Linked DNA regions of Mus musculus: all the other regions are linked to region 3. A link is a contact called in public HiChIP or PLAC-seq and promoter capture Hi-C data. All regions are on one chromosome and are shown on one strand. Each heading gives the region's core, a stretch centred on a gene start, on an enhancer-like site or on the middle of the called end of the contact. The rest is flanking DNA. Distances are from core to core; before and after follow the strand shown.

Region 1 (6,842 bases), core at 1,348-3,847, 240 kb after region 3:
TTGTTGACTCTGGATGAAGAATTCTGGAGCATAGAAAGATGTGTGTGTGTGTGTACACATATATGTCTTAGGGCTTTATTGCTGTGAAGAGACACGATGACCAAGGCAACTCTTATAAAGGACAAAATTTAATTAGGACTGGCTTAGAGTTTCAGAGGTTCGTCACCATAGTGGGAAGCATAGCAGTGTGCAGGCACACTTGATGTTGGAGGAGCCAAGAGTTCTACATCTTGATCTGAAGGCAGCCAGAAGGAGGCTGTCTTCTGCACTGGGTAGAGTTTGAACACTAGGCAACCTCAAAGCCCACCTACACAGTGACACACTTCCTCCAACAAGGCCATGCCAAATAGTGCCATAGTGCCATTCCCACAGGCCAAGCATATTCAAACAACTACAACATACCTGCATATGTGTATATGTATGTATGTATATATATATGTATATATGTGTATATGTATATAATTAACCATGGAATAACACTAAGAGAACCACTTAGGTCTTCACATGAAATACATTTAATTTTTCATATTCTTTGACCCTGTAATTTGACTTCTTAGAATTTATCCAACTTAACCTAAGCAAATAAACTTGGGTGCATACAACCATGTAGCTAGTAAGATGTTCATTGAAGCCTGTTTGTACTTCTGAGAAATGAAAACAGTTTAGATATGTAACAATTAAGGATTGGTTATATGAACTATGCACTTTATAAATTATAGCTCTTTACAGAGAGATCTTAAAAGTTATGTTTTTCTAGAATATGTAATTACCTCAAAAGTAATCTGATTTGATCAAGGAGAAAACAGAGAGCAGACTGGATATGGGTGGTGCTTGCCTGTAGTCATGACACATGGCTGTCAGAGGCATGAGGATAGCTACAAGATCAAGACCAGCCATGCCACGACGTGTGTTCCAAAGCTACCTAACAAAACTATGTCAAAAACAAACAATAAACCAAAGAGCACAGGGCTAGGGGCGAAGCCAAGGGCAGAGTTGACTTCCAAGGTCAAATTGCCAAAGGCTATAAAGATGGCATGTTGATCCAGAGTTCCTATTTCTAAAGAAATGACTGAGACAAGCCAAAGCATTCATTGCAATTGCTCTCAACAGGGAAATAAGGTGAAAAATTCACACTCTCTCTTGTTCTGTATCTTATGTTCCTGTTTGTACAAAAATATCTAAATTTCTGAGTAAAGAGTTGCAAAACTCAGAATTTGACAATAGTTAGCCTATGGTGACACACGCCTTTAATTCCAGCACTTGGGAGGCAGAAGCAGGCAGATCTCTGGGTTCAAGTCCAGCCTGGTCTACAGAGTGAGTTCCAGGACAGCCAGGACTACACAGAAGGACTCTTGTCTCTGGAAAAAAATATAAAAATATAATATATATGAAATATATAAATATATAATGGTGAAGCCTTTCTCCAGCCCAGCCCTCTAGACACCTATACCCCTCCCTAAAATCACGTGAAATGTTTGGTTTCTTATTTATTATTCAATAATCTATCTCACTGATATTTTTATATTTATCTATTTGGGTTGTGTTGGAGACAGGGTCTCTCTATGTAGCCCTTTTTGTCCTGGAACTTGCTATGTAAACCAGGCTGAGCTTGAACTCACAGAGATCTGCCTGCCTCTGCCTCCTGAGTACAAGTACAAAGAGACTAAAGGCATCCAGAACCTGGCCTGGCTCTTATTTTTATTTATGTACATTTGTTTAACTTACTGTCTCAAGACTATCCTGTCATGCACACTGTTTTAGAGTTTTGTGTAGCCAGCTAATGTATACAATTGTGCTTTCACCTTGGTGGGAGTGTATCTGAGGTATATACCTCAAAAGGTAGGGTTGTTGGATCAACATAAATGTATGTTAGCAATTTGAAAAAAATTAGTGTCCCTCCCCCACAGTTTACAAAGAAACTCTTTTCATGTCCCTTTTCTCCCAGTATTTCAACAGTATGATTACAAACATTCTCTTCAGAGCCATCTTAATTTAGCTAGGTTTGATAAACACTTACTAAAGACATAAATGGTTTTAAACCCCTTACATGGCCCCTCTCCCTTACATGGAAATTCAGGGCCTTGTTATCCCCATCTGTCAGGTCACAGGATCTAGGTGCAGATAAGAGCAGCTTGCACCGGTTCACTTACACAGGGGTGAATACCATAGCAAGACCTGAGCTGTTCCCTTCAGAGGCACGGCTTCCAGAGCCTGCTGGAAAGATCAGGCAAAGCCCAGCTCACCGGCCACCTTCAGGGGACGACGCTTCTATTCCAGGAGAAACTGCATTTGCTGGCTGGATTTTCATTCTGATGTTTTGTGAGTTGTTTAGATAAGCAGCAGCAGGCTCCCCGGGAGATCTAGAGCATGGGGTGTGGGCTCCCTGGGGTGGGAGGGCTTTAGAAAAGAATGCGTTTATTCCTGCAGAGATTCCATAGCCCGGCTACTCGCTGTCTAGCCCAGCAGCTGTACTGAAATGTCAGATGGATTTGTCCAGATGACTCAAGTTGCCAAAAAGGGACTCATGTAGTAGTTCCACAACTTGACTCTGCCCAGAAAACCTTGCTTAATATAGATCCCACATGAGCTGAGCTATAGTCACTCCCAGCAGCTCAACCAACACCATTGAGTGAGAAAATCTCTCAAGGGTGGGTTGGCCTAAGATATTTGTTAATTAGAAGACACTGAGGTGTTTGCATACTGATTCCTTCTTTAAAATATATCATATTGGATTATTTCTTCTTTTCTGGTGATCTAGAAACAGATAGAAAAAAAGTAAACTATGTCGGGGCACAGCAGGAATTCGGAGCAAGAAGACACCCTTAGTGAGGAGCTCGATGAAGACGAACTCCTAGCCAACTTATCCCCTGAAGAGCTGAAGGAACTGCAGTCAGAGATGGAAGTCATGGCCCCTGACCCCCACCTTCCTGTGGGGATGATCCAAAAGGATCAAACAGACAAGGCACCCACAGGAAACTTCAACCATAAGTCTCTCGTTGATTACATGTATTTGCAAAAGGCGTCTAGACGCATGCTGGAAGATGAACGAGTTCCTGTCAGTTTTGTGCAGTCTGAGGTAACCAGGGATCTGTGTGGGACACAAATGGCTGCCGGGACTGGGCTGGCAGGGTAGTGTTTTGCAATTGTGATTTCTCAAGACTGAATGAAATGTGTGATTCTGTTTTGGATTTTGGCACACCTAAATTAAATTATAATATTAAGTTCTAGCCCAGGCTGTAACTTTCTGAAAAAATAGTATAATTGCAAGGTAGTGGGGAGAAGGTGATAACCTCTTGTCAGTGTTTCTCTTTCAACATTGGCACCAGGGTCTCTGTGTGGAGTTGGTGGTCTGTAGCCATGAATGACATGTAATGGTTTAACACAGAAACAGCTCTTCTGTCTTTTTTTTTTTTTTTTTGGCTTCTCCTTTTGAGAAGCTTGTCCAAATTCTACTCCACATTTCTCCAGACTACTTATGCACATACGATATTTTACATATAATGTCAAAGATTCCCCACTTCTGAAGAAATCTGGCCATACACTAAGCCAAACCCAAGACTGAAAACGTGGGCACACTGTATGTGCATTGGGCATCAGTGATGACACCTGAAAATTGATGTCTAAGAAGGAATCTTCAAGAGAGTCCTCTCTTGAGATACTTATCTAAAAACTAGAGCTGGCATGAGTTTTGTATAAAGCACAGTTAAAATTTAATTACATTTTTTTATTATTAGGTGTGTGTGTGTGTGTGTGTGTGTGTGTGTAAGTGTGTGAGTGTGTGTGTAGGTCAAGCGAGGTGGCAGGTACCTTTACCTGATAAGCCGTCTTGATGGTTCTAAAGGACAAATTTTAATGTTGCACTTAAAAATGATTGAGAAGAAAGAAGACAGATTTCTTATGTATGGTTTCTTTGGGGCCACCTGCTAGACACAGGTGCATGTTGTCACATTGGTGTGATAGAAGACAGTAGTGAGCATTAAGCAGAAACTGAAGTCCAGGAAATAAATTTCAGGCTTGATCAGACCAGAGCTTATCGTGTCCTTTGCAGACCTCTTACAATTGCACTTCTGTGAGTTCGAAGACAATTCCATACAAAGACCAGTTTTAGGAGGACTACAGACAAAAACCAATGCTTTTGTTTCCTCGTGTGCATTAAACAGCTTGATAATTGGCTCCCCCTGCTGGAGCAGATGAGACATGGGGTGTTTTAGGAGGTAGTTTAAGGACAATGTTGTCAACTGTCATGTATCACCAGCGTTGAGTTCTTGCTCAGAACACTGCATGTCAGACTTCTCCACCAGCTTTGGGAATTACAGCCGCAAGATGCACAGACGCACACAAAGTGGAGAAGGATTCAGGAGAAGCTAGTGGACTCTGATCTGAAGCCTGCCTTTTCCCTTCCCAGACACTGCAGAGTTGTAAATCTCACCCTAATCCTGTTCCATTTCAAGGCTGGCTCTTTCCTCAATGCGCTTTGCTTCAGAGACTAGTGAGTAATGAAGGTGGTTTCCCCAGAGCTAGGATTCAAACCAAGGTTTTAAAAACACACTCCAGGTTATCAGAGTAGTCTCCTTCCCCTGCACCATGTCACAGTCTCAGAGCCTCAGGAAATGCAACATCATGCGTGTCTCCGAGAGCAGTGGATACTTTAGGAAGGGTAGAAGGAATATTTTCTTTTTGAGATAAGGGTTTCTCTCTGTAGCCCTGGCTGTCTTGGAACTCACTCTGTAGACAAGTCTGGCCTCAAATTCACAGAGATCCACCTGCCTCTGCCTCCCAGGGCTGGAATGAAAGGCGTGTCCCACCAGAGCTCGGCAGGAAGCTATTTTCTAACAGAGCTCTGTGGAGTAGAAACACTCCCTTTCAAATACACATGGAACAAAGGCTTTGCTACAGGGATCTAAAAATCTGTATCAGTTCCAAATATGTTTTAACAATCATCTTTTAAAATATCGAATCTGTGGGTTGGGGATTTAGCTCAGTGGTAGAGCGCTGCTTGCCTAGCAAGCACAAGGCCCTGGGTTCGGTCCTCAGCTCTTGGAAAAATAAATAAATAAATAAGTAAATAAATAAATAAAATAGCATCTGAAAACAAAATTAACTAACTTTTATTTGAATGTACTTGGTCTTGTGTATCCTCAGGGACTCCATCCTTGAATTCAACGAATTGTGAACTGAAAACACTAAAAAAGGTTTATTTGTTTATTTATTTATTTGCCATGTGGACTGGATATATACAGACACTTTTTTCTTTTTTAAAATAAAACAGTCCCTGTTTGCATCATGTATAGCAGCTATTAGGGTGTCTAGAAACAGGGTAAAATGTCTCATATGGGCAGGCGGGGTGTAGGATAGAAATGTGCATACACATATATATGTATGTACGGGCACAACCCCAAGCGTGTGTCTGCAAAAGTTCCTCCTAACTTGGTTGGTTTTGCTCACCGTGGGATCCTCTGTAGCAGCAACACAAGGCAAATGTAAAACCAAAGGCTGCACAATGCAGGTAGCAGGCACGCGGCAGACGTTCAGTTCCTCCAGGGGTTACCTTCCTGACTCAGAAAAACAAAAACAAGGCTTTGATAATAATTATAGAAGTGTTTTCCTGTACATATATAAATTTGTACGTGTACATATATGGAATAACATTACACATACGGTTTATTAGATTGAGTTAGTTCACTTAAAATGGTTTTCATTAAAGTTTTTGTTTGGTTTGGTTTGGTTTTGAGACAGGGTCTCTCTATGTAGCTCTGGGTAGTAGAGACACATTATTTAGACCATATGCTGGCCCAGAACCCAGAGACTTGCCTGCCTCTGCCTCCGGAAAGGTGAAGTTAAAGGCAGGTGCCACCATGCCTGGCTTTAAGTTTTTACAAAATCTTTTGTGTATGTGTGGTTTTTTTATGTATGTGTGTTTCTGTGTATGAATGTGTGTGTGTGTGTGTATGTGTGTGTGTGTGTGTGTGTGTGTGCATGTGTGTCAGAGAGGGAGGGAGAAGGAGAGGGAGAGGGAGAGGGAAGACCACCTTAGGTGTCAGTCACAGCATTCACCTGTTTGAGTCAGGGTCTCTTAGTCTCTTAATCACCACTGGCTGGCAGGCTTAGCTGGCCCGGAGCCTTCAGAGATTCTTCTGTCTCCATCTCCTGTCTTTCATCTTACTTTATGTGGGTGCTGAAAGTTTGAACTGGGGTCCTCAGATTCTTAGGCTGGTACAGCCAGTACTTTACCCACAGAACCATTTCCCCAGCCCTAAAAATATTTTGAAAGACTATTTTTTTTTAGATTTATTTATTTATTATATGTAAGTACACTGTAGCTGTTCTCAGATACTCCAGAAGAGGGCATCAGATTTCGTTACGGATGGTTGTGAGCCACCATGTGGTTGCTGGGATTTGAACTCGGGACCTTCAGAAGAGCAGTTGGCGCTCTTAACCACTGAGCCATCTCGCCAGCCTTTGAAAGACTTTTTTATGTTTAATTGTGTGTGCATGCACGCATGCATGTGCATTCCTTTGTGAGATTAGCCTTAGTTTATTTGAGTACAGTACCTAAGGAGGCCGGAAGAGGGTGTCAGGTCCCTGGAGCTGGAGTTAAGAGAAGCTGTAAGCAGCTAGAAGAGGGTGTGGGGAAACAAAATCAGGTCCTCTGAAAAGGCAGCAAACATTTCTTAACTGCTGAGCCATCTCTCCAGCCCCCTAAAAAATACTTTAAACCCCAGTAGACATTGTTATATTTTGTATTTCCTTGCTGCTATGGATTCTAATTGGTGTAAACCTTTCTTTTAGAAAAACACTCAAAACCAGCGTGAAGTAGGAGACAAGGGCATTAAAAACATGCC
Region 2 (7,028 bases), core at 2,771-5,270, 170 kb after region 3:
CATGACCTTGAAGAGCAGCCAGTGCTCTTCCCCTGAGCCATCTCTCTGGTCCCTTGTTCAGCATTTTGAGAGAGAGAGAGAGGGGAAAAAATGTCTTTCACAAGAAACTAGACCATCCATCCGAGGGCAAGTAAGGCTTTAGTGTGTATGTCATGACCTAACTCTGGCTCTACAGCAAGGACTTCATCTGGAAAGCAGGGCCTGTAGGGGGACCAATAGGGCACTGCTACTCTAGGTATCTCCTAGACCATCCTGATGAAATGCCTTTCAAGATTAGCATCTTATTACTTCATAGCATGATAAGAGATCCTTGCAGTGAATATCTTCACTCTTGGCCTTCAGTTAAGTGATTTTTTTTAAAACTGTTGGAATTTCCTCGTGCCTGGAGGCGGATGTGTTAAGCAATACACACAGAGTCCTTCTGTTCGACTGCTATAGCAGCACTCCGTCCTGTACCAAAAGGTAGCAGCTTGATTATCTGTCTAATCTCAGACATCATGACTGTTTCCACTTCACCTTGCTCTTTCTGATGCCAGCTTGTCACCTTGGACCACAGAGAAGGTCCCTCTATCCCAGAGTAGGGTTTATGCTAGGAGACCAGGAAGAGTGCTGTCTGCATCAGTATAACACACTGTCTGGGGTGGAAGAGAAACTCTGGATTACAAAATGTGGCCAGAGGACCAGTCCATCCTGTTTGGAAAGTGGGTAATGAAGCTTCAGCCACACCAATAATCAATCTGTTTAAACCTGCAGAGCCAGTGGGAGGAGACCGCCAATCCTATCCCATGGGCTTGAAATGAGAACCAGTTTCGTGTTCCCACTGACCAGCTGGGACTTGGAACTGCCACTTAGCCTCTCTGCCCCCTCATTTTCTCATCTGTCAAGCTTGGAGGATTCTCCCTCCGCTTTCACCTCTCGGGGTTGTAGGCATCCAGTGGGCTAAAGGAAATTGTTCAGAGTGAAATGTGTGCCCCTGCACTCCATACTTCCCTGCACAGTAGGACATCTCTCACCACCTCTGTGCTTAATTCCAGTTAGGGGTTGAAATTCTGTGATGAGGACTTTCCAAGATTCAGTTGAGTGTAGTTAAAGAAGGTGAAAGGCATTGTAGAGCAAGCCCTTTATCCTTCAGGAAGTCCCCGTCTCATTGCAAGGAAGGCTGGGAAGCACTGTCTTCATGCTGGCAGGCTGTGGCCAAAGCTCTAACTCAAGTTGTTTTGTTACCAAAAAGAAATGCAAAAAAAAATATACTGTGGAGGAAGTAATTGTGGCTGCTAACTTATCTGTTTCTCTGAAAATATTCTAGAGAGATGGTTGGTGAAAACAAGGAAATCATATCACTGTAAACTCTGAATTGCCTCTGGTACAATTCTGTTGAGATGGAAGATCGGGCATGGGTGGGGAGGGACATTTGGTGTGTTCAGGGAAGTGACATTTAAGCTAAGACCTGAATGATGAGACGCTCACAAAGAACAGAGTGGTTTGTTCTTCGCTCACAGGAAGGAGGTAGGGTGAATGTTCAAAGGAGACCACTGACCACATCTTCAAGAATGAGAGGATTTCTTACATAGGAATGGCAGGTGCTCTCTGCAGAAGAGGAAATAGCTCTGCACAGAGGGCACCATCTCATACCCATGGCCACCCTCTTACTTGCTATACCTAGGACTTAACCAATGGTAGCATTGTCACACACACAAAGAAAAATGACATGTAGAGTTGGAGTTTGTAGCTCAGGTGTTTGCCTAAAGCTGGCAGGGTGCTTATCTAACACGTATGAGGTCTAAAGTTTGATTCCCAACACCATATAAACCAAGCACGGTAGAGTGTACCTTTGGTCCCAGTGTTCAGGAAATAGAGGTATGAAAATCAGAAATTCAAAGCCATCTTTACATTTAGCGCAAATTTGAAGTCAGACTGAGAAACAGTGAGTTCTGGGGGCTGGGTGTGGGGACAGGGAGAGAGAGACAGTCACAAACACAGAGACATAAACCATAAACAGAGTCAGAGAGTACCTGGTCATCTGCGGCGACACCTGGGAACAGCACCATGCCAGGCCTGGTTGTCTGACATGCATGCCCATGTGCCCCCATGCAAGTTGTAACAGGAAAGAGGCCAACCCCTCAGCCCTGGGTGGAGACATGGCCACAGAAGAAACTTTGGTGAGATGATGTCATTTTAGATATCCAGTTTTTACATGACACATTTTTTAAATACCCAGAACCTATCCTAACCCATCTAAACCTATTTGCAAAATAGCCAACATATTTAACTGATTACATGTGAGGTGTGACATTTTTACATACATATGGCTATGACATCACACCTGAAGAAGAATAGTTTTCAGACTCTGAGAATGTTCTGTTGGGATCTCTTATAAAAGTATTTTTACCACAACTGATACTGTTGAGTACACAGGACCGCTTTAGTCTGGGATAGTTAAGTCTCTCTAGCAGGTAACAGGTAACGTTTGTATCTAGAAAAGTACCTGAGCAACCATGTTGATTCTAAAAAGTATTATCTATGTGAAAGAATCGGAATTCTGATACTTACTATTATGGAGCAAAAGCATCTTCATTTACATATCCTACCTCTCAAAACCCAGAAAGAACACAAAATATTGCCCCCTAACTCAGCGTTTCTCAGCCCCAGCTGGATCACTAGCTTTTTTGAAGTATGGAACTCTCCTGAGCATAGAAGTACAGGGCACAGTGTCTGCACTTTGTCCTGGCAGCATCCTCTCTTCCCATGTGATCACCAGCCAAGTCCCCTCCCACCACCAGATAGCCTGGAAGTGGGGTGAGGTGGGGAATAGTTCAGTTGCCCTGAGCTGCAAACCACTAGTAATTGTTGAGGGATATGCAGGTCACAGGGCACATATGTAATCCCAGTGCTTGGGAAGCTGAGGCAGGAGGATCAACATGGGTCTAAGACTAGCCTTGGCTGTGAAATCAAGCCCCATTTCAAGGGACTTGGTCCTATTCCACAAAATGGCTGCCATAATTGCCTTCTCTGTTCTTTTTAATCTGAAGTATACATGAATATTACTCTTTCCCTTCCTTTTCTCCTCCTCCTCCTCTTACTCCTCTTCCTTCTCCTCCTCCTCTTCCTGTTAAAAATACAACAAATGTCACTATAGATTCCCCCCTGACCAAAAAAAGAAGAAGAAGAAGAAGAAGAAGAAGTGATGTGCTATGATGCTATGCTGGCATTTTGGATCCTGACTATGGTTGCAGGTGAATCCCAGATCCATCCCTGCTGCCTGGGTGTCTTGTCAGTGGCCCTTCCCTTCTGTGAGCCTTTGTTTTCTCCTGGACGGGATTTAGCTTAAGACGGTGCTTCCATGTCTGGTTGTGGGGAAGGGTCAGTGCACATGGTTTTTGGTACCCCAGAAGGCATTAGCAATATCTTTATTCATCAGATATAACCCTCAGAATAGGTTAGTGCTGCCTGGTTTGCTTTGCTTCACATCATGGGATATGGGGGAATCACCCTCCCCGAGTGACTCATTGTTTGATGTACCTTAGTTGTGATTATCCTGAATTTAGTCATTTCCATTTGAATTTGTAGTTAAATGATTAACCTATAATACAGGAGCCAATGAAAAGTCCCAACTCCTTGTGCTATCTTTTCCTATCCCACCTTACTCTCAGACCTGGGTGATATGTAGTTGCAGTTTGTCATGATGTAAAAGAGAACTGGGTCCTTTCTGTCCAAAGTGCTCCCTATGAGGGGGGAGGGGGTCTTATGATCCTCCAGCAAACCCCTTGCCCTATGCAGCAGGTTCTCCAACATTCCTCTGCTTGTCAGGGCACATCATTTTTTTTCCTGGCTACTCCAGACAGAAGGGAGCTTGTTGCCCAGTCTATCTGTGGGACAGGCTGATGCCCCACCCTTCTGTTTTTCTATTCCTCTGTGACTGCCAGGTATGGAACAGAGGAACCGATTTCCTCCCTATAGGCTATGTCAGGAAACCACCCATGAGACCCACACTCCCTGCCCAGGATGCACCAGGAAACCACCCAAGAGATCCATGCTCCTAGTCCAGTGTGGTCATAGAAATTGAGAACTGGAGGCCTGGTGGATGACACAGCTATGTCAACAGAATAACTGAGCTGTTTCCTCCGTGGAAAGAAGATGTGGAGGCAGATAGCTACGGCTAGCTTTGTTTCTGCTCTTAAGTGGCTGCTGCCCATTTAGTAACAATTAGCTAAGTGTTCAGCAAGCCCTTCCTTCACAACACATTAGCTCAACCACTCACTGATGGATATGTTGAGCCAGGCTCTGGGCCAAGTACCCTACAAACATAAACTTGTATTTGGAGAACCTTTGGAGGCAGGCATCATTGGGCCGTTTAACAAAAGAGGAAACTGAGGCTTAGGAAAGCTAAGCACAGCTCTTGAGTAGTGGATTCGATTGTAAGCCCAGACCCTCAGGGCAGTCCTGTGTGTGCATGCCATGAGGGATGGGACCTGCTCACAGCTCAGCAACAATCACAGGACATTGCCCATAGGAGGTATTAAAAAATACTGTTGAAGCTGGGCGTGGTGGCGCACGCCTATAATCCCAGCACTCGGGGGGGGGGGGGGGCAGAGGCAGGCGGATTTCTGAGTTCGAGGCCAGCGGATTTCTGAGTTCGAGGCCAGCCTGGTCTACAAAGTGAGTTCCAGGGCAGCCAGGGCTACACAGAGAAACCCTGTCTCAATATATATATATAAAGTTGAGACAGGCTCAGTAGTGCATGTGTTTAATCCCAGCACTTGGTGGTAGAGGCAGGTAAATCTCTACGTTCAAGGCCAGCCTGGTGTGGTATACATCAGACCTATTTTCTAAAAGTCCCTCAGGGCTCCCACCCCTTCAAACTATCAGACTGTTTTGTTTTGCTTTAAGGTTTTATTTATTTATGTTTGTGTGTGAGTTTTTGCTTGCATGCGTGTCTGTGTTCCACATGTGTGCCTGGTGCCTATGGAGGTCAAAAGAGGTCAAACAACCTGGAACTAGTGTTACAGCTGTGAGCTGCCCTCTGGGTGCCGGCAATGAACTCCTCAGGTCCTCTGGAAGAACAGGCAATGCTGATTCACCTTGCCAGCCCCAAGTTCAGGTGGAGATATGGCAGAGGTGACCTCGGCTAGAATAATGGTTGATATCTACAAAATGCCTTAAATATTTAAGACACTCCTTTCTTTGAATGATGTGTCATAATGTAGCAAATATTTTTTTCCCTAAAGTCTTCAGATGCCTTTGTGTCTGAACAGGAAGAAGACTTCATGTGCATACGATATTTTTACACACGAGTTTATTTTCTAACAGTATTTGACGCTACCTACCATGGTCCCCTACCTCGGCGTTTAAATCCTGGACTCTTCCTCGTTTGAAGACAGAGGATGAGTGACTTTGAGATATGTCTTCCTGTTGTGATTTCTGGAAGATATCTTCCGTGACTCCCCCTCCTTCCATGTTTTATCCATTCCTTTACTTTTGTGATATCAGAGTAACCCAAGACACCGCCCGCTCGCCTGTATCTGCTTGCTTCTGTTGATTCCAAAGAGACAAGTAATCATTGCAAACGAGTCCAGAATAGAGAGACATTGGGGAGGCTTTGTCGACAGTCTTCCTTTCACACTTCCGCTCTTTCCCTTTTACAGCTAGCAGCATCAGGGAAACAGCAGATTCTCCACTGCATGGCTTCCACTAAGAGCACGTTGACAATGAACACTCACTCCAGCCAGCTTTAGAAAAACATGTCCTTTCCATATTCTGAACGCTATTGAAAACGAATCCCGTCCGTTGTCTTCCTCTTTCTTTAAAGTCTTCAGGATTAGCATTTTAAGTTGGGCAATTTTGTTTTTTCTGTTTGTGGTAGGAAGATTGCAAGTAGGTTTGTATACACGCATGCACACAAATGCTTTGCTGTTTTAACTCAAACGACACATACAATGCCTGACAAGTTACTACATCCAAGATGTGGTAAATCTGTAGTGTAAAGCTGCTTCCATTTTGCCTCCTTTTAAGCCCGAATCTTCTCCTCACATTCGGAATCCCATTGGCACCTTCGACATTTCTCAGAGATGAAGAGTCCTTCTTATCTGTTTCCGAGACTACTTCTCTAAGAAAGAGTTTCAAACCAGGCAGGTTGCCTTGGATATCTCCCTAGCCAATTTCCCTTTCCCCTTTTCATTAAATCTCCACATGATTTTGACCAGTTCTGGTTTATTCTTTGCTGTTAGGCACTGGGACCAGAGAAGAGCCTGTATCCTGGTTGAAATCCATAGTCGGTAGTCTGTTAGGATTTGAACACTAGTGCACCTTTAAACAACATCCACCCGCCTCCATTGGCCCTTCCAGACCCTCAGCCTCCTCCCCCTCACCCCTAAAAACAAGCACTCAGAAACACTTGAAAAGTGTACTGGAAGAATGATGGTACACACTTCATGGAAAAAAAAAAAAAACTGACCTATCAAACAACACTATCTTACATCTAACCACCAGCTAGATCAAGTGCAGTTACAATAAAAAGTATTTGTAGCCACTGTAAACGTTAATAGGATCGCACTGATAGGCACATGGAATTTCTAAAGGATTCTCCAGATGACAGACAGAGGTCTGGGCTCTGAACTGACAGACAGTCATTCATTTTATGTCAATTTTCTCATAATTTTGAGAAATAAGTATTATTTTTATTTTTGAATTATATTTTCATTTGAATTTGAGAATAAATGTTGAGGACTGACTTCCAGAAAGCACGAGAATCAGGCAAAAACAACAACAACAAAAACAAACAAACAAACAAACATGGACAGGGACTAATTCTGTCAGTTTAATTTCATCCCAGCTTTTCTCAAGCTGAAGTTTCATGGCCCACTTACTCCCTCTACATTCTACCCAGAGTCCATGTTGTTAGCAGTCCCAGGCCACCTTCATACTGTTCTGTCCAGGATCTAAAAGCACCCTTTGCATAAACTTTTAAGATGGAGGAGGGGGACTGGGGGGAGGGGGGAAGGGAGCTCTTCTGACACAAAAAAAGCCCTGCC
Region 3 (6,795 bases), core at 1,547-4,046:
AGGGCCTAAGTTCAGATCCTCAGCCCCCAGGCCACTGCCAAGTGACCATATGTGCCTGGAACCCACAACTGGGAGGTGGAGTCCGGCAGATCCTGGGGGCTCACTCGCCAGCCAATCTAGCCAAAAAGTGAGCTTCTCGGTCAGTGAGAGACCCGGTCTGGAGGAATAAGGTGGAGGGGCTGGGAATGTAGCTCAGCCAGTAGCACACCTGCCTGCCTAGTATCCACAGATCCTGGGTTTAGTCTCTAGAACCATGTACCCCGCGTGAGGTGGGGTAGCACATTCGTATAACCTCAACGCTTAGGAGAGAGAGGCAGGAGGATCGGGAGTTCAGAATCATAGTCATAACCTGACTACATAGCAATTCTGAGGCCACCCTGACTACATGAGCCCCTGTCTGGACAAACACTATTAATGTGGACAAGTGATTGAGGGACGTATACAGCATTGACCTCTAGCCTCCACATGAGCAGGCGTGGGCTCACATGAGCATATAGAGGGAAAAAAGGAAAGAAACGTATTGTAAGCACTAGCTTTGAAACCATGAGTCAAAATGTCCCAGGCTGCAATCGATGGCTGACGTGAGAGCTGATCGGTACCTGCCCAGGTGTCTTGAGAGCGTCTTTTCTCGGAGGATGGTGTCACGAGACAGTGGGAATTGACCTGTTGGGGATATCATTCTGGTATTCCCTAGGCTGCATGACATTTCCGAGAACTCAGGCCACTGCATCATTTAAAAAAAAAAAAAAAAAAAAAGAATACCATGGTTTAAAAGGCTTTTTTTTTTTTTTTGACGTTCCACAATTTCCCATCAGGTGACTTTTTTTCCAAATTATGCTTGGTTCATTTTATTCCAATTCAGTAAAACCTCCTATGTCAGACTGTGTGTGTAAACACCATGACTGTTACCCTGGTAAACTACAACCAATATGTTAATATGAATAGCAGACAGATTCCCGGCCAAGAAGGAGCATAGATCTCAGAGCGGTTGTGACCTCTATGAATCCCACAGACTCCCTTAAGCAATTTTTTTTCCTGGTGGTGAAAGAAATTTCATTAAAAAAAAAAAAAGTTTTCCAGTTATAGCCACCTTGGAACCCACAGGTGCTCTGAGAACAGATTTTCCTGTCGTTTTGGATGCTCCTGGTGTTTGGCCGGAATTAAGACGCTAAGGGCACATTTGAAACCTGAAATGAAACTGACTGACTGGCAGATAATCTGTCCCGAGGCCTCTGGAGCTAGTTCGGAAGAAAAGCTTTGGCATCTCACCTCTCAGCCACTTAATAGCAAAGACAATAGCACAGGTGTGAGTCGACCAATGAAATGCTCACCATTGTCCAACAAGGTAGATTCAGAGAGAAATACCTCCATCCTGAAATCTGGGGCAGTAGGTTGTTTATCTCTTCCTCCTCCTCCGCCTCCTCCTCATCATCATGTATTAATTATATAATAATGGGCTTCAGGACACTTTCACACATGGATAATGTCATTTGATCATAATCATCCCATTGCCTTCTCTTGACTCCGCCCCTTGATGCTGGGCCCCTCCCTCTCGTGTAGAGACGTCTGTGTACACGTGATCCAGTGAGTGTAATTAGGATTGCTTCCCAGCTGCAGTGAGCTTGCTCTGGAAATGGGATGGGATTCTGGGGACTGCAATGTGCAAACATTCTCAAGGAAAAATACAGACTCGGGTGTGTGGGACTTCTTAGATTCCCTTTTCAAACTCCTTAGAGACTTATCATTCCCTGTGGAGACCTTAAAAAGCACGAATTGTCCCAGGGCTTCTGGAGCTGAGGACGAGTTTTTATTTTTCTATTCATGTACTTATTTCGTATTTATTTTTGAGCAGTGAGCTCCCCCGTCGGATGTGTGATGCCATCTGTGGCCCGGTATATCCTGAGGTAGAATTTTGTACAAACTGACCAGGGATCCTCTCTCGAAGCTTCTGGTTCCTAGGGAGTCTTAACTGAATGCTGTTTGCCAGAGGATCAAAGAAGCCTTGTTTTTCTTCTGAGCCCACAGCTGCCCTGAAACTGGCCTCACGAGGGTATCAGGGAACCTGCTTTGCTGGTGGCCAAGGCAGGCTGGCATTTTCTTGGAGACCTTCAAGTTAGGAGCAAAGAGAGGCTGGAGGCGCGTACACACTGTTGCTTTGAGGCTCTTCATCTGGTTTCAGCAGAGCCAAGAAAACACGCACAATTCTCTCGGGAGTGAGATCTAAAGGGAGATGCTGCAGGATTTTTTTTTTCTTCCCGGTCTTCTGCTTCTATAGCTTCCCCAGAGGTGTTTATCACTGAGGTGTGGACAGAGCAAGATGCAAGGCAGAGCGACCTTAAAGAGTAAAATACAGGTGTCCCGGGGCTAGGTCTAGGTGTGTGATTGTGTGTCTGTGTGTGTCTCTCTCTCTCTCTCTCTCTCTCTCTCTGTGTGTGTGTGTGTGTGTGTGTGTGTGTGTGTGTGTGTGTGTGCAAGCGCGCTGAAATGCAGCTCCCTACTAGGCTTGCAAAGAGTTGCTGGGCTTTGCCTGCGGCCCTGTGCCCAGGAGCAGCTCAGCGGGGAGTCCTCACTGGCCAGGGCTTCCCGCGCCCAGGGAGCACCCAGGGCTGGCCTGGCGGAGCTTAGGAAGCTGGCGCTGGGTGGGGGCGGGCGGGGTGACACAGCCTCCGTGCCAGTCGCAGCCGTTGGCTGGCGGGCACCCAATCCCCGGGCATGCCGCCCCAACCTGGCCGGGACACACAGTGAAAGGCGAGTTCAGTGGCAGATCTGACCCCCCACCCCCCACCCCCGGGGCTGTCAGCTACAGCAGAGCGTGGCGAGCCCAGGATCGCGGAATCCAGGCTCCGAGGGAAAGCAGCGGCATGGCTTCGGTGTTCATGTGCGGAGTGGAGGACCTGCTGTTCAGCGGCAGCCGCTTCGTGTGGAACTTGACCGTGTCCACGCTGCGGAGATGGTACACCGAGAGGCTGCGGGCTTGCCACCAGGTGCTGCGGACGTGGTGCGGGCTGCGGGATGTGTACCAGGTGAGCCCAGGAGCTGGCGCCCTGGGGCCATTGCGGGGATGCCCGGCGCTCAACTGAGGACCGGTCCACCTGTATGATTTCATAACCTCAGGCTTCCCATATCTTTGTTTTCAACTCCTCGCGGGGAGCTTAGCGCTTGGGTCAAGCCCTCAGCAGCTCTAGCTAACTGTGGCTTGATAATTTTTTTTTTTCAGTTGGGCATGGGGGCACTTGGGAGTTATCCGCTCCCCCACCCCACCCCAAGCAAACATATATTATAACGTGATGGAGGTTCCTGCTGGCACTAGTAAAGGGGCTTATAGCCTTTGCAACACGTCGTTTGTGGAAAGCGACTTTGAGGTTGAGAGGATTATTTCTGTTTTATTTCATTTCATTTCATTGGAGGTGGCCATTTCGGAAGCTATGATTTCCCGTCATTGCTTGCTGTCAGAGCATGTCTTAGTGAATTTGTCTTCTTCCTTCTTGATTTTATTGCACTTTTCCACCAGGCAGCCCCTGCTTCCAGGGCACAGCCAGGAAAAGCTGATTCTGTGTTGCCTGGCTTTGGGACGGAAGGACAGCGGCGGATTGGGAGCACTTTGTGGGAGGCTGACAGGCTAGGGAAGGGAAGGGTGGCTTGGCTGAGCGCTGGAATGCTTACACTTGGATTTAATCTGTCGCACAACACAGCCTCTTTATTGCTTTGCTGGCTGGCCCCATCTTGCAGGCAAAATCTGCAGCAACTTTGCCCAATGAGGAGACCATTCATCCTCTCTGGGATTGCAACTTGCCTGGATTTTTGTGAACAGTAGTAAATGGATATAAAAGTACTCTGACTGGGAGATGGATACCTTTAAGATAAAAGAATAAAAACTGCATTGTTGAATTATGAAGATTCATACCTGGGCTTCTTTCCTGGGGATAGTTTGTTACAGTTCTCTGAATTCCTTACACATAACCTGACCCTATTCCTAATAGGGCTGAACTATATCTGTCATAGAGTGTCCCATATGCGACTCTAGCTTTGATTTTTGAAAAGTCATAGTCTTCCATCAACCAGATAGAATAAAAGCCAACTAAGGACAGACTACAAGAGTTCTCAGGAATGAATGTTCCCTTGCTATTCTTGTTTATACACACACACACACACACACACACACACACACACACACATTTTAACCTGTGGTTTCAGTGTTCCTGGTTTGCCTAACATATCTGTAATATGTTTGAAATAGACTTAGCAAGGCTCACTGACTGAGAGCCCTGGAGGCCCGATGGGGCTTGAGAGCATTAGGGAGCTGTGCCCATAGCCCATCTGGCCACCAGAAACTGCACTCCTGGCTTTTTGGAGCCAGACGTGTGTCTATCTTTCAGTCCTTTTCTCTCTTGGGAAGTCTCTGCTCACTTTGGTTGGGAGTAAACACACCCACCCCAGCCCCATCACGTAGGGCCGCCTTTTCTTTTTAAATATTGAGGAACTTTCAAAAGGAAAGCACAAATACTGTAGCCAATCAGACAGGCTCCATGCCCAGACTCCCCACGGATTCTGTGGATTTATGGCTTACTGCTAATGCTGTTACTGAGCAATTCGGAGATGACGATTCCAAAAACCGGAGAGTCTTTGGCTTCTCTAGCTGATCGGCCAGTAGTTACTCTTTTTAATTTTGAAAATGTTTTGTGTGTACGTGCTCATGATCGTGTGGGTGCACACACATATGCAGGCATGTGGTACATGTGCACACATACGTGTGGCCAGTAGGGTCACTCCTCAGCAATACTGTCCACCTTAGTTTTGAGACAGGGGCTATCATTAGCCTGGGGCTTGCTAGTTAGATGAGGCTGGTTGGTCAGCAAGCACCATGGATCTCCCTGTCCTTGCCTCCCAAGCACTGAAATTACAAATATATAGCACGAATCATCAATCATTCATCTTAAACACAACAGCAGTTTGAAAGGGTAAGCTGCTCAAATATTTTGTTCTCCCCTGTAAGACGGGTGTTAACTGAGCTCCTCTCATCCTCCCGGTCAATAAGAGCAGGCAAATAATGATGGCTTTATAAGTATTGTCATAAGCAGAGAAAAAATATGACATTTACATTAAAGGCTCCTGTCCTATGGAGAACTAAGATTTAAAAAGCAAAGCAAAACAAAACAAAACAAAAAAGACAATTTCCACCCTAGGAGAACTATAGTATCCCAGGGTGAGCCACAGACCTAGATTGCTTGATCGTTTGTGAAGATGTTTGTTTGTTTGTTTGTTTGGGCAGTTGCATGCACGAAACCTAGGGCCTTGGTGATTCTAGGGTGAAGACTCTACCTCTGAGCTTCATTGCTATCTTAGAAAGATCATTAAAAAATGGTTTTTTTTCAAGTGCTTTGCAGTAAAATGGCAGCGCAGATTATATTGACCGTGAAGCAGTAGAGAGAATGCTTTCTACCCTCCGCCCCTGAGATACAGGAGGGATGAATCCAGGCTCTTCTTGTGTCTGACCGTAGAGCAATTAGCCTTCCTATGCTTCCCTCCATCCTCTGTCAGGTGAAGACTAGAACAGCACTAATTAAAGAGATTAGTAAGAGTTAAGTGACACGTAGAACATTTAGCACACTGCCGAGAGCTTAGGACGCATCCAGTAAATAGTATCTGTTCTATCATCTAGGATTTTTTTTTCTTTAATGGTAAGAGGTCCAACTCAAAACTAGCAACAGAGTAAGAAGAGGTGACAACCACACAGCTTACAACTCTCCATGTAGAGTAAACATGAGAGGCAGTTAGAAGGGGACCTGGTGCTCATTTCCCAGCCCGGGTTATGCTCACTTACTGGGATAATGCTTTTCTGATTTCTTTCCTCCTGGCGTCTGACAACTGTAGTAGTTCATTAGGCCTTCATATTAACTTAGCCAGAAAGAAAGTGAATTTCATATATTTCCCTATCAAATTTGCCTGTGTGTCCTCGGGGCCACTCATGTAGGCTCTGCCCACCCGATACCACACACCACCCCAATGGCCATGGATCACCCTAATGCCAGGTACCACCCCGATGCCATGAACTAATTGGCACAGGGAACAGGATTACTTCTCATGCATTCTCAGTGGCATGATATAGCCCAAAGGGAGCAAAAATGATTTCAGGGAGAAGTAGGAAAAGAATGATCCCTCCTCTGGCTGGGGTGCAGCTTATTAGAAGAACACTTGCCTAGCACATGTGGGGCATTGAGTTCAATCCTCAGTGGGCCAATAATAATAATAACAATGATAGTAATACATAATATACAATATGTAATACATTAGCAAATATACAGTGTATGGCATTAAAGCTGTCTCAGCAGGTAGAGGAGCTTGCCCCCAAGTCTGACGACCTGATTTCATGCCCCAGAACCTACATGGTACTCAGAGAGAACAGACTCCTACAAGGTGTCCTCAGACCTCCCCCTGTACACCTGGCACATAGCCACCCACATGCAAACACAAATAAACAAATGGTTTATTTTGTAATGGGGAATCAATTGATTGTTTAACAAAAACATGCATTAAAATAAAAGACTATTTTGATAATGATGCACATAAGGGTCAAGAAACACCAGATTGTGGATTGGAGTGCAAACCTGTTTCTGAAAACGGAGAATGGGGTGGGGCCCGCTGACCACATGTTGGCATGAGTGCCCACTGCCCTGACACCAGGACAGGTAGCTGGTTCTATTCCCTTGGGCCTATAGCAAGGCAAAAACATGGTGGAGGACCATGGCTGCAGGGGCGAATGTTCACATCACAGTAGCCGGGATGCAGAGATACAGA
Region 4 (6,706 bases), core at 1,084-3,583, 210 kb after region 3:
ATAATCTTTGCAAATAACATGGAGGAAAATGCGCTGCAGCATTTGCAAGATGTACCCCTAAATGCTTCTCTTGCTGGGAATGAGCCTCACGTCATCCCATGTCTCTCCTTCCCAATATACACAGCACACACACACACACACACACACACACACACACACACACACTTGTTGGGGAACTTATTATCTAGCTTGCCCTTTCCCCAGAAAATACAGGCATCCTAAAAAGATCAAAAGCCGGGAAATGGAAAAGGTCTCATCAGGAATCCCAGGAGCTCCAGGCTGGGAGAGGCATCCCCGGCACCCTTCAATTACTGGAGAAGCCTTTCAGGGAGTTGATGGTGGTGTCTGGACAGACACCACTGTCTTCATAAAGTAGTGGTTAGAGGTGTGGGCTTTGAAGTCAGGCTGTCTTGGAGACAGACTATCTGGCTTGGAGTCTGTCCCAGGCTCAGTGTTTGCTGGTTTCTAGAACTAGCATTAGTCTTCTAGGCCTCGGGTTCTTACAGGACTCACCAGGGTACCGTACAAGTTGCCCAGTGTAATGGGCACAAACAGTGCAGCACAGCATGTACCTGACGAGAATAAAGTAACCTGTGTGGGAAACTAGTAGGTGCTGCTCCTGATCTAGAAAGCTGTTTTTTTTTTTTTTACACCCCTACCCCACCCGTGTGTGTATGTGTGTGTGTCTGTCTGTCTGTCTGTCTGTCTGTGTCTCTCTGTATGTGTTCGTGTTCCTGTGTATGAGTGATAGCATGCACACGTCATAGTACATCTGCCACAGTACTTATTTGAAAGTGAGTCTCTTGCTTGTCCAGCACTATTTTATGCTGGGTTAGCAGGCCCATGGACTTCTGGGAAATCTCCTGTCTCTGCCTCACAGCTCACTGTAGGACCACTAGATTACAAATGTGTAGCCGACTACTGGAATACAGACGTGCAGCTCTGTCACTTGGCCTTCTCTGCCTTTTCAAGATCCAACCTGAGCTCCTCACTGTCAGGGGGCAGTTGCTTTACCGATTGAGTCATCTCCCTAGCCCCAGACCCGAGGTGCATTCATTTAGCCACTCAAATAACAGTACTGAAATAAACATCCCAGCTGAGGGTTGATTCCTGCCCCCAGCTCCTAGAATTTTCCCCCCTCATTTAATCCTCACAGCAAGGCCACCACAGTTAATCCCAGCCCAAAGCTCTTGGATGTTAGTCTTGTGCCCGGTGTGTAGTTAGAGGCACTTAAGGCGGGGTTCCAGAGACAGCCTTTGTGAAGTGTGAGTTCCTTCCGTTCAGAGTGCACGGACAGGTAGGCTACACTAGAGACCTGAATGGGTGTTTTCCACCTCCTCCTCCCCCCTCAGCTGTCCGGCAAGGTCAGGGCAAATTATACCTGTGAGTATTCAAGAGTGAGTACCACCTTAAATCAGACACCCTGGCACCTCCCTAACTCATGCTGCGTCAGGTCATGCTGTTGGCTCCAAGACAAGTCACTGCCTTTTCTGCACACATAAGAAAGCAAACAAGCAAAAGATTTAGAGAGAGGGGGGAAAAAAAAAACAAGAGGGCAGGCAGTTAAATTTGGAAAAGAGTTCTAAGTGCCAATTTTTTTTTTTTTTTTTAAGAATTTATCTCTCAGGCATCCTGGGAAAATTTTAGACAGAGCTGAGAACAAAACCATTCAGTATGGGAAGTGTGTCCTGTAGACCTGAGATTCCTAGGCGACTGGAAAATGAGGCCAAGACCACTCCTAGGGTTTGGCTGAGGAGAGAAGGTTTTGTTGTAGGTGTGAGGGAGAGGACAGCCAAAGGCATCTGGAAGGGTCCAGACTGAACTGGGCCACGGTCGGGGATGGGAGGCGAGAGAGGAAAGGAGTGGCAAGCGATCCAAGAGAGGAACCAAGATACTAAGAGGGCATGTAACTAAAATGGCTGAGTTATATAGCGATCAGAGGCTGGGGGAAGGAAAGCCCAATCCGCGGGCTACAGAGGTTTAGGGGAAGGAGAGGGGGAGGGGCGAGAAGTTCAGGGAGAAGCCACAGGCTACTGAGAGGTAGCCAGAGTCAGCTTTGATATGTTAATAGGCACCTCAGGTAGCCAATTGCCCTGGGTTTCTTTGAGACCTAACATTAGGCAAACCCTCCTCTGTGCAAGGGCAGCTGGGACAGTTCCGAGTGAGAAGTCTGTGCAGTGAGGTGTCACACGCAGATAATGTCCTTCCTGCCTTTCCCGGGCACGGAGAGGTGCCCCGGCTCAGTGCATAAGCCCTTCATCTGGACAGAACCTTCTAGACTAACTAGGACCAGGTTTCTTCTAATCGTTGGGCTGGGTCTGGACTTTCAGAGCGTACAATATTGGTTAAGAAGGACACCTAGGGGCCGTCCCGGTTTACTGCAGGCAGGCACTCCTAGCTGCCCTGGATTCGGGATTCTCAATATTGTATGAACAAGGTGCTGTAGGTTACAGGGAGAAGGAAACAAACCTAACGAAAGCCCAGTTTCTAATTTCTAACCCCCAACACTTCTGATTACTCGCTGTGCTCTTGGGGGAGTTGTTTGGGGGGTTAGAAGCATGGAGAAATGTAGGGATTCAATAACATCTAACTCTTAATAACGTGTGCCTCAGTTCTTGGGACAAAGTAAGCCACGTCTTGTTATTGTTTCTAATGGGACTCTGCAAGGAAGAGAGTTAGTAACATTTAACAGCATTAAATTTAAACATCAATAATGTAAGACTTACATTTTTAATAGTCACTGAAGACCACAGTAGAGGTTTATAAAAAGTAAAGTACTTTCTCAGGGGGAAAAAAAAGTCAAACAAGCCAAACTGGCAAGATTTTTTAAACACAGTCTTTTAGAAAATCAAAATTAATTTATACATACACACAAATTCTGCTTTTTGGTTTTTTTTAAATTTTTTAAGTAAAGACAGGCTTGATGTGACTGGTTTTTCCTTTGCTTCAAACAACAAATGGTTTGTCCCTGTCTGGTACTGTGCCAACATATAACAAGAGGGCCCAGTGACATCTTTGTTTGCTTTAGATACAAGAATGAGAGCCCAGGATAAATGCTCAGACACACCAAAGGTCACATAATCAAGTACAGAGGAAATCACCCCCACACAGGAGCATCCTGGTGCAAGTCACCTTTTAAAGGGCATATGAAGAAGGACCACAGCGTTGGGGTGATCACAGGGCCTCGTGCATGCTGGGGCTGGGGCTGCAGCACAGAGACACATGCCAGCTGGGCATGGATCTAACTCTGCGCAGTCATGTGTGTGAAGGGAGAGAGAAGGAGACAGAGACACAGAGAGACAGAAACAGACAGGGAGACAGAGAAAGAAAGACATAGAGACAGAGACAGGAAGGAAGTGGAGGGGGAGGGAAGGGGAGGAGATAGAAGAGGGGGGAATGGGGAGAGGAGGGGAGGGGAGGAAGAGGAGGAGACATAGAGTCTTACATGGCCAAAGCTGGCTTCCAACTTGTGTAGCAGAGAACGACCCTAAACTTGTAATCTTCCTGCCTCTACCTCCTGAGTGCTGGGATTAGAGGTGTGTGCCACCGGGCTTGATTCACTGGTGCTGGGGACAGAACCCAGGGCTTTACACATATTGGGCAGGCATTCCACCACTGAGCTACATCCCCCCACCCTCATACTATTACTTGTTGGCAGAGATTTGGGCTCAGAGCTTTCTACCGTAGGCTGTCATTTTACTGGCCATGTGGTAGAGTTTACTGGTGATGTGTTTAACAAACAGAGACAAAGACCCAGTTAGGTTTGAATTTGAAACAAGCAAAGGGTGAACCTACATGGAGTGCATCCATGTCCCCAGTGTGTCCTCTATTTTATCGCCCTGTCACCCAGGCAACCTGATGGTTTAGTAAATAGAGCTGCAATTTCAAAACGGTCTGGATCTCCCTGGTTAGTTTTGGCAATTCCTCTAGGCTCCACCCAACAGCTACCTAGCAACAGCTTGCGCAGCTGCTTGCTTGGTACTAATAGCCAAACTCTCCCCTCCCCCTCCCCTTCCCCCTTCCCTTCCCCCTCTTCCCCCTCCCTTTCTCGCCCCTCTTCTCTCTCCCCCTTTTCCCTCTCTCCATCTCTCTCTTCCCCACAAGTTCATGGCCATCCTCTTCCTCTCTCCTCCCTCTTTGTCCTTCTTTGTCCCCCTCCTTTCCCAGGTCCCCTTCCCGTTCGCACTTGGCCCGTCACATGGTGGTGATTCCTCTGGGGAACACCTCCGGGCCCAACGAGACTGTCCCTCTCGCCCCTGCCGCATTATATTATGTTTTATAAAACACAACAGTTAAGACTCTCATTTCTGTGCTCTTCAACAGATCAGCAAGTGTAGATGGCTTTTAACAGAGTAACGAGATAGAAAGAGGCGTCAGAAAGTGGCTCAGTGTCTTAGGCTTCAAGGCAGGGGTTGAGTTTCTACTGCCTTCACTACCATAGCTGCTTCGGCACAGGAAATGCTCTGCACAGAGTGTGGTACCTGCCCATCCTGCAAATGCTGTTTCTTATACTGAGAGCTCCAGCTCAGGGCAACATAAATTACTTCCTTGGCACAACAACAACCCCACCTCCAAGGATCAACTTCCATTTACAGTGCAATGTAAATTATTGAGAATGTGTGGACTGGGGGCTTTAAAAGTACCTGTAATCACGTTGCCAACCTGGCTCTGAAATATCAGCCAGTTCCAGCTCCTTGGAGCTTAGTAAATTGAGTATGTGGTGAGCAGTTATTTCTTCTAATAATGTGGCTGCGCGCTGATGCAGACAGAGATGTCTCTAGATTCGCCTCCACGTTAGTGACCTTTGGAGGGTTTGGGGGGCATTCGTTTTTTTAATTATAGAGGAGTATTAGACATTAGACCACTTCAATTCCTAATTCAGATCCTTTCGACCTGGGCAAGTTTCTCAGGGCCCTCCCAAATAAATAAACCCTTCCCTGAGCAGCACTAGCTGTAGCTTTATACAGCTTTATACAGCTGTCAACCTCAGGATTGCTGTGGTGTGTGTGTGTGTGTGTGTGTGTGTGTGTGTGTGAGAGAGAGAGAGAGGGGGGGGGTGGAGGGAGAGAGAAACAGAGAGAGAGAGAAAAACAAGAGAGAGAGAGAGAAACAGAGTCCCATCCCTCACCAGTCTCTTCCTCCATTAGGCTGTGTGCTTTTAGGTTTCAGGGACCCTACTAGATATAGTGATACATGCCTGTAATCCTGCTATTCAAAAGACTAAATACTTCAGTGCAAGGCCTTGTCTTAAAGTGGGGATTTAGGAAGTTCCATGAGTGTAGTATTTGTCAAGCAAGCACAAGAAGACATGAGTTAGAGTCCTAGCACCTAGGTTTAGGTACATGGTTTTAATCTCAGCACTGGGGAGGCAGAGACACCTGAATGGCTAGGGTTTGCCTATTTGGCCAGCCTAGCCCATTTGGTGAGTTTCAGGCTAGTTAGAGACCTTGTCTCAAAAAAAAAAAAAGGAAGAAGAAGAAGAAGAAGAAGAAGAAGAAGAGAAGAAGAAGAAGAAGAAGAAGAAGAAGAAGAAGAAGGAGGGAAGGAAGGAAGGAAGGAAGGAAGGAAGGAAGAAAGAAAGAAAGAAAGAAAGAAAGAAAGAAAGAAAGAAAGAAAGAAAGAAAAAGGGTAGCACCTGGGGAATGATAACCGAGGGTATTTATTCTTATTTTTATGAACACTGGTGCTTTGCCTGCGTGTGTGTCTGTTTGAGAGTGTCAGATCCCCTGGAACTAGAATTACAGACACTTGTGAATTGTCATGTGTGTGCTGGCAATTGAACCCTGGTCCTCTAAAAAAGCAGCCAATGCTCTTAACTGCTAAACCATCTCTCCAGCCTCCCAACCCTCAAATCATGTTTTATTTCAATTCATGTTTCACTTGAACTCTGAAGCCACATCATTACTCAGGAACGTCAAGTATACTTGCCCTGCAAGCAAGAAGACCTGAGTTGGATCTCCAGAACCCATAAGGAGGAAAGAAAGAAAGAAAGAAAGAAAGAAAGAAAGAAAGAAAGAAAGAAAGAAAGAAAGAAAGAAAGAGAGAGAGAGAGAAAGATGGAGTGAGGGAGGGAGGGAGGGAAATAAGAAAGGAAGAAAAGGAAGAAAAGGAAAGAAGAAAGGAAGGAAGGGAAGGAAGGAAGGAAGGAAGGAAGGAAGGAAGGAAGGAAGCAGGGCATGCTAACATGCACGTGTACTCCTAGGAGGCATGAGAACTTCATTGAGACACATATCTGTTAGAAGTTCTGTAAGCAGAGGTGAATGGAGTGATATGAGCAACACTAATCTATTGCCTGGCAACTTGAACATCTAAGATGCAGGCTCCCTTCTGGCTGATGCTTCCCGAAGGCTGTGAAGGAAAGTCAGTTCTACACTTCTTTCTCTAGTGCCTGGAATCTTCAATAGAGGTCTTTTTGGCCCTGGTTTTGTGCAAGCCCCACCCCAGCCTGTGCCTCCAATGTTCTCCAGGCATTTATTCTGCCAATCTCTGTGGCCAAACTTCCCCTTTTTATAAAGACCAATTGTGTGAGTCTAGGACCCACCCTAAGGATCTCAGTGTAATGAGCATGTGGAAACTTCTGGTTTCTTTGGAAAATCAGTTGTGTCCGATGGTGTTTTGATGGGGCAGACATGTGAAGGAACGTTTCACTGAAGCAGACACAGGTGAGAGGATGTTTTGCTGAAGCAGACACATGAGAGGATTCGTG

The links. HiChIP or PLAC-seq counts read pairs in DNA pulled down with a chosen protein or histone mark. Capture Hi-C pulls out chosen DNA fragments and counts their contacts.
Region 1: a contact with region 3 is called in a promoter capture Hi-C map of adipose tissue. The contact joins the promoter of Lmod3 here to the promoter of Frmd4b in region 3. A contact is called at or near these places in 19 of 39 promoter capture datasets (the 3T3-L1 cell line, 3T3-L1-derived adipocytes, the C10 cell line and 12 more), 1 of 15 datasets of contacts at CTCF or cohesin (large pre-B cells), 6 of 484 Hi-C or Micro-C datasets (CD8 T cells, the HPC-7 cell line, bone marrow-derived macrophages and 3 more), 7 of 115 datasets of contacts at active chromatin or transcription factors (the 230-238 cell line, bone marrow-derived macrophages, embryonic stem cells and 3 more) and 4 of 9 other capture datasets (adipose tissue, embryonic stem cells, liver and 1 more).
Region 2: a FOXA1 HiChIP or PLAC-seq map of pancreatic cancer cells shows a contact between it and region 3. The contact joins the enhancer-like site here to the promoter of Frmd4b in region 3. A contact is called at or near these places in 2 of 484 Hi-C or Micro-C datasets (cerebral cortex and nephron progenitors), 3 of 115 datasets of contacts at active chromatin or transcription factors (memory CD8 T cells, pancreatic cancer cells and stem cell-derived neural progenitor cells) and 2 of 9 other capture datasets (adipose tissue and liver).
Region 4: a FOXA1 HiChIP or PLAC-seq map of pancreatic cancer cells shows a contact between it and region 3. The contact joins the enhancer-like site here to the promoter of Frmd4b in region 3. A contact is called at or near these places in 3 of 484 Hi-C or Micro-C datasets (the C2C12 cell line, bone marrow-derived macrophages and cardiomyocytes), 11 of 115 datasets of contacts at active chromatin or transcription factors (the 230-238 cell line, bone marrow-derived macrophages, embryonic basal ganglia and 6 more) and 1 of 9 other capture datasets (adipose tissue).

The regions. Positions count from the first base shown.
Region 1 is chr6:97,248,512-97,255,353 of GRCm38.p6, reverse strand. It overlaps Lmod3 (leiomodin 3 (fetal)), which reads left to right and starts at 2,597. Exons shown (of 3, transcript NM_001081157.2): 1 at 2,597-3,076; 2 at 6,790-6,842. The coding sequence starts at 2,783. It overlaps Gm32191 (a long non-coding RNA gene), which reads right to left and starts at 2,450. Exons shown (of 4, transcript XR_869294.2): 1 at 2,244-2,450.
Region 2 is chr6:97,312,638-97,319,665 of GRCm38.p6, reverse strand. The region is part of intron 11 of Frmd4b (FERM domain containing 4B); the gene reads left to right. Among named protein-coding and RNA genes, the nearest start is that of Gm32191, 63 kb to the right of the region's middle. Within about 2 kb of position 4,020, at least 28 of the 459 cell types and tissues checked have an H3K27ac peak or open chromatin away from gene starts, as enhancers often do. A contact at or near this core is called in pancreatic cancer cells, where this site is marked.
Region 3 is chr6:97,483,821-97,490,615 of GRCm38.p6, reverse strand. Frmd4b (FERM domain containing 4B) reads left to right here and starts at 2,796. Exons shown (of 23, transcript NM_001346637.1): 1 at 2,796-3,023. The coding sequence starts at 2,862.
Region 4 is chr6:97,273,753-97,280,458 of GRCm38.p6, reverse strand. No RefSeq gene overlaps it. Among named protein-coding and RNA genes, the nearest start is that of Gm32191, 24 kb to the right of the region's middle. Within about 2 kb of position 2,333, at least 246 of the 459 cell types and tissues checked have an H3K27ac peak or open chromatin away from gene starts, as enhancers often do. A contact at or near this core is called in adipose tissue, bone marrow-derived macrophages, cardiomyocytes and 3 more, where this site is marked.